2 separate regions of the Triticum aestivum genome follow, and region 2 is linked to region 1. Evidence: chromatin contacts called from public HiCAR-type data. All regions are on one chromosome and are shown on one strand. Each heading gives the region's core, a stretch centred on a gene start, on an enhancer-like site or on the middle of the called end of the contact. The rest is flanking DNA. Distances are from core to core; before and after follow the strand shown. Region 1 holds the start of LOC123053769 (corepressor interacting with RBPJ 1). Region 2 holds the start of LOC100037567 (fasciclin-like arabinogalactan protein 1).

Region 1 (2,995 bases), core at 282-2,781:
CTTCCACGACCAAGCTTTTGGGCCCTTTCAGCATCCAGTTGAGCTCTATACTCTCTCATCATTTTATCTTTGTCAGCCTCCACCTCACCTCTCTTTAGTTCCTCGTCCTATAGGGGACAAGAGCATCATTGATTACTATGAAGGTACTGATAACAGATAAGTATTATAGCTACACAGTGACCTTATAAGTACAAAAAGGCTGAGCCTCATCAGCAGTACACTAACTAGTAAGCCAATAACCATGTGGAGTCAATGCAGAAAACAATAAAGCGTTTGCCAAGTAAACCCACCCCAACTAATGCGGACATAGGTTGATCTATTTGGAATCAGCATATACATACTCCGTCTAAGTTGCTATTTATCAAAGAGAACAAGATAAGTAAAGGAATCAAAACCAAGCACTCCCTCCATCCCACAATGTAAGATCATTTTTCAAGCTACGATCTTATATTGTGGGACGGAGGGAGTAAAATATAAGATCGTTTTTCAAGCTAACTAGGTAAAGTATCGTGGATGGCTGAATAAGCGGTGTGCCACTGATAAATGGTTGTACTACCTTTTACAGTAGCACAAGTCTAAATGTCTGATGGCAAACCGATGCTAGAGAAACTCAAAGGTCAGCAAACCAGGGGAAGGACGACTGGACCCTGGGTGGCACAGGACCAAGCTTCCACTGCCAAAGTTCAGGCTGCTAATTTCCCTCCTATGCTACAACGTAGCTTAATTCGTTACTATATGCACTACAAAGTGAATCGCCATCCCACACCAGGCCAAAACAAACTTGGGCATCACATACAAGGCAGTATGCCTGAAATTCAGCATCCATCATACATTTAACATAAAATAGGAGCACAAATAGCACATCGCAGAGCTTAAGCAGCAGCATGGATAAAATCATGGCCAAAATTACAGAGTGCAGAAACTAAAATCCACCAACAAAGCCAGCAGAGAGCAAGCCGAGGCCGCGCATACCTTCTGCTTCTTCTTGAACTCCTCCCACGTGAGGGTGTGGGTCTTGTTGAGGCTGGCCAAGCGCGCCGCGTGCCACTCTGGAGAATGAAATGAACCGTCCGTCTGTGACGGCCCTCGTTAGTAAAAGTCCCCTCATCAAAAGGGGGAAAAAGCATCTACAAGCAGCAAGATTCGCCATGGACGTCCCGGCAGATCTCGATAGGGTTTGCACGGGGGGAGCAATCAGAGATGGGTTGCGAGCTTGGAACTAGGGGGGATTAAGGATCTGTGGTAAGGGGGGCGAGGAAGGGGACCGACCATGCCGTCTTCCTCCCCTTCGCCGGGGGCGCCGGAGGACGAGCCCAGCCGCGCCCGCTGCATCGCCTTGTACGCCTGGTTCTTCCCCATCGTCGATTGCTGGCCCGGGAACCAGATTGGAACCGCGCGGGGCGGAGGAGGAGGCCGAGTGGAGTGGAGATCCCTTTTTCCTCCCTCCTTTGGTACGACGCGTGCGGCCGCGAGTTATGACGGGTGATGGCGATAACGCCGATAAGGTAAAGGAGAAGATGGGGCAAGGGGAAGGCCTCCCCTCCTCTGGCTCTGGCCTGAGGGAGGAACTCTGCCTCCGCAGGCTGCTGCTGCGGCCGCGTGTCTACCGTCTGATCGGAACTGGATGGCCGGATTGCCAAAGTTTCAGGTGATATCGGTCTTCATATGCTACCGTTATACGGACATTTGGACCGTTGGATCACAGATCCGACGGCATCTTAAGAGTTGTTGTACCTGCACGCAATGTCGAGACTCTTAGATCACTTTTTTGTAAATGTTCAAGAGCTTCCGAAAGCCGTTTGATTTGAGATCCAACGGCTGCCAAGAGTCCATATCACGGTATCACCTAAACGCTGGTAGCACATCATATTTCCTTGGGCCGGATTGAGCAAGGGTGCATCTCTTCTTTGTTTATACTAGCATAAATGTATGTGTGTTGCAACAAAAGAAAATATTGCTTTGTATGAATTAAAGTTTGCTGGTCGAGGAATTGTGTCATGGAAGAACTGTCATTGATGACAACAGAAAAGATGGATCGTGGTGTGAGCTCAAGACATGGGTTATGATCCGAGTAAATTAATTTGAACGACATTAACTTTAGACTATCAGTTCTAGTCGTCAAGGAGGTGGAAAATTCATTTAGGAAGAAAAATACATCGAGATGTCATGAGATCGGAGCAAACCTACTACACACTCACCCAACCCGATATAGCTGAGTTTGTTGGATCACCTCCCCCTCCCCTCTTCCTCCCGCCGGACAACTTCAATGTGAAGTTGTTGTTGAGAAATGTAATAGAAAACAAAACAAAGAAATTGGCCTACAAATCAAGTTCCCAGGATCACTATGAAGATGCATACAAGGTTAGATCTGATCATTACCAACTTCAAGTTGCAGCGGGAGAAGAGTTCGCGAGGATCGTTCTTGAAATCCCTCGAACCGTCCCTCGAACACAAATTGAACGCACGATCCCTCTGTGTATTGCACATGTACGACACCAGTGATCAGGCATCGCTTTGCCATCCAGAGCTAAGCAATGTCAAAGTAGAAGACGAGGGAGGAGCAGCCCTTCGGAAGGAGACCCACTATTGGGGGGGAGAGAGGAGAGTGAGAGAGAGAGAGAGAGAAGACACAATCAAAGGCGCCAGAAAAATTGTGTCTCCTTTGAGCATGCCCCCCCTTCATTTATAATAGCCCGGGGAGGAGGCTAGCTTGGAGCAGGGGTTGCCCCAAAGGGTGCACCCCCATCTATGGTTGGCAATCCCAAGGGGTACGCGCCCTCTCTCCCACAACCCTAGCCGCCAAGGGAACTTGGCCCCCAAGCCTAAAGGGGGCGCCTCCCACTATTGGGCCATAAGGCCCGTGTAGGGTTGCCCCACTTTGCCCCAATACCAGGTGCAGCCCATGGAACTAGTTGCAGTACCAACCAACGGAAGTACCGCCTAAGCGGTATTACCGTGGGTACCAGCGATACTACCGCTTGGCCTCTGCCCAAAA
Region 2 (2,995 bases), core at 143-2,642, 440 kb after region 1:
TGTAACCTTTGATGATTGAGTAATGCAAGAATTATTTCGTAAAAGAAAATCAGTTCGTGCACTTTTCCCACGCCCTGGTCCGCGGAAACACCTGCCGGAAGAAAACACTGCAGGCTACGGCTGCTGCACGCTGCATCGAAGCTGGCCGGCTTCAGAGAACAACATTGATCTATCCAAACACTCAAAAAATGCTAAAAAAAACACTCCAGAAGGATTCTCAAAAGAACAGTCCAAAAGTTACTGAGACCCCGTTGAAACATGCAAAACCATCGGTTTCCAATATTTAGGTCTGACTGAGATTCAAACTGCTTTATCACATCAAATTATTATACTAAACAACATTAATGTGGCAAGAAAGAGTAAAGATAGAAATTTCACTGCACGAGCACACGCACTGACCGACAGACACAAAGGACACACGCAACGCAATCCACCGACACACCACTACCTCCCGTGCAGGTCCACCGCGAAGGAGGACAAGCGGCTAAGCCAGAGCGGCGGCCACGGCCACGACGACAGGCAGGACTGCGGCCCATGGCAGACACGGGGCGGCGGACGCCGCGCTCTTCTTAGAGTTCTTCCTCTGGTCGGCGGGCGCCGCGTCCTCGGCGGCCGGTCCGGGCGCGTCCGCTACAGGCCGGTGGCGCGCCTGCTTCTTGGGGGCCTTGGGCGCGTCGGCGACAGGGGCGGGAGCCGGCGCCGGCGCCGGGGACTCCGCCGGCTCGAAGAGCTCCACCGGCTCGAGCACCGTGTCCACGGCGTAGATGGCGATGGGGTCCTTGTCGTAGACGGTGGACTTGACCCGCGCGGCGTGGTCGGAGGCGTCCGTCTTGATGGTCACCTGCTCGCCCTCGTTCTGCACCGTGAAGTTGAAGTTGTTGGCGGAGCCGTCGGTGGCGAGCGTGTTCATGACGCCGTTGTTGGACTTGAGGCTCCGCGGCGCGTAGTACACGGGCACGGCGTGGAACAGCAGCAGCGACGCCTTGCCGTCGGCGCTGAGGTTCTTGTACCTGGGCATGAAGGACCTCACGGCGTCGTCGCTGGGGCAGAAGGCCGTCACGCCGCCGTCCCCGGCCGACTGGAACGTGGAGTGCGCGTCCGGCGAGGCCGCCACCAGGGCCGCGAACGCCTTGCACCCGCCCTTCGCCATGGCCGCCGTGATGTTCGGCGGGGCCGGCGGGGCAACGGGCGCCTTAGCTGCCGCTGCTTTGCCCCCGGCCGCGGAGACGGCGAGGGGGAGGAAGACGGCGAGGACGGCGGCGGCGAGGTGGAGGCGGCGCATTATGGCGAGTGTCGGCGTGGGAGTGAGAGTGGCCGAGTGGGAGAGCTGTGCAGTGATGAACTATGACCACTGACGAGTGTCGAGTGTGATAGGGTGTGAGGTGAGCTGGCTTTGTGAGGACCTGCCCTTGGGGTTTACCACCAATATCAGAGATTGCCATTCAGGTTAAAACTTTGTGATTTTGTGGTGGTTACCATTTTCCTTTTTGGCAAATTGTGGTGGTTGCTTGTTCTTTTGTTTCATGTACCCGGATCTTGTCCATTTCTTCAATTCCTCTGCTCATTTAATGTCGCCTTAATTCGACTTAAAGAACAATATGGTCAGAAGGAGTTGCCATAGGTAACCTAAAATGAAATTTTGATTTTGTGAACCTAGATAGATATGCAGTAAATTTTGAGGCCCTCAAGTTATAACCATTGCAGGTACTCGTTTAGTACTAAGTGCAGGACTTACAAACCGACAATTCAAAATGCTGACATAATTTACTGGGTTGGAGAGTGGAGTGAAAAATATGTAAGCATTGTGAGGTACCAATTACATTGGTGCTCTTAAATACAATCACTGAGGAAACAGTACGTTCACGTGGCATTGATTGATAGTAGTCCTTGTATACCACATCGATATAAGGTGATCTTCAGAATTAGTAGCGTAGTATGTTTTTGTGGTACCTATTTAATCATAGATTACATAACATGTACTCCGTTTCAAAATATAAGTCTTTGTAGAGATTTCAAATGGACTACCACATACGGATGTATATAGACATATTTTAGAGTGTAGATTCACTCATTTTGCTCCGCATGTAGTCACTTATTGAAATCTCTAGAAAGACCTATATTTAGGAACGGAGGGAGTATTAGCCATGTACTTGAACATCAGCCAGAAGCGTGCCATTTTCCATGCCATCGAAACGTCTTATCAATTTATAGGATCTCGTGTTCAAAAGCTAGCAGAAATTATTCAACCACCGTCAGCATAGTGTAGTTTGTAGATTTTTATGACTCATGTAGTAGAATAACTCATGTTCAACAGTATGTTTCTGTTATAGCAAGACTAGTTCAGTTGTTTTTAGAAAGTTAGGTTAATTTATGTTACCGAGAATGCTTAGCTACTCCATCTTTGGCAAGAATCTGGGGGAAATTATCCTCCGTGAGAACTCAGTGGTTTACTCCTGATATATGTATACTTTGGAAGTTGTTAAAATTGCTACAATTGATTTCCGGAGTTTTCATGAGAAGGTAGGGTTCACCAGAAATTTAGTTTTTATCCATAGGATGATAGGGATATCTAGGGAGTAATGGTCAGAAACATGGCAAAGGCTAGTGTACCACCTGATCCCTACGGGACCATTCTTTGTGCCTTATTACGATTCATCAATCAAAGACACCAGAAACTCGCAGAAAATAACTAACATTACATTACCTTTCCTCCAGACGGTGACACTCTACGGAGCAGTCTTGCGCACACCATCTGGGCAAATTATGCAGTTAGTTCATCTCAGGCCCTTCCCAAAAAAAAACTCAGGCCCTTGGGCAAGCTTCAAGACATCAAACTGTGGCAGACCCAGAGCTTAAGAAGAGGGCACCAATCTAGACATGACTTCAAGGCCGTCGAAAAGAGCTTTATTGATTTGATTAAACAACAGTAACACCATTACAATCCACGAGAGCCGGTTTATTTCTTCTCTAGCTAACTGAGCAAGTTCAGGAGCCA

Evidence for each region. HiCAR-type assays count read pairs that join an accessible place to other places.
Region 2: a contact with region 1 is called in a HiCAR-type map of leaf, with 7 times the contacts expected there. The contact joins the promoter of LOC100037567 here to the promoter of LOC123053769 in region 1. A contact is called at or near these places in 1 of 5 Hi-C or Micro-C datasets (leaf) and 1 of 1 datasets of contacts at active chromatin or transcription factors (leaf).

Annotation. Positions count from the first base shown.
Region 1 is chr2D:451,385,681-451,388,675 of IWGSC CS RefSeq v2.1, forward strand. It overlaps LOC123053769 (corepressor interacting with RBPJ 1), which reads right to left and starts at 1,532. Exons shown (of 5, transcript XM_044477315.1): 1 at 1,270-1,532; 2 at 973-1,074; 3 at 1-107. The coding sequence starts at 1,359.
Region 2 is chr2D:451,823,280-451,826,274 of IWGSC CS RefSeq v2.1, forward strand. LOC100037567 (fasciclin-like arabinogalactan protein 1) reads right to left here and starts at 1,393. Exons shown (of 1, transcript XM_044477316.1): 1 at 252-1,393. The coding sequence starts at 1,282. The coding sequence ends at 485. LOC123053770 (mitochondrial proton/calcium exchanger protein) reads right to left here. Exons shown (of 16, transcript XM_044477317.1): 16 at 2,883-2,995.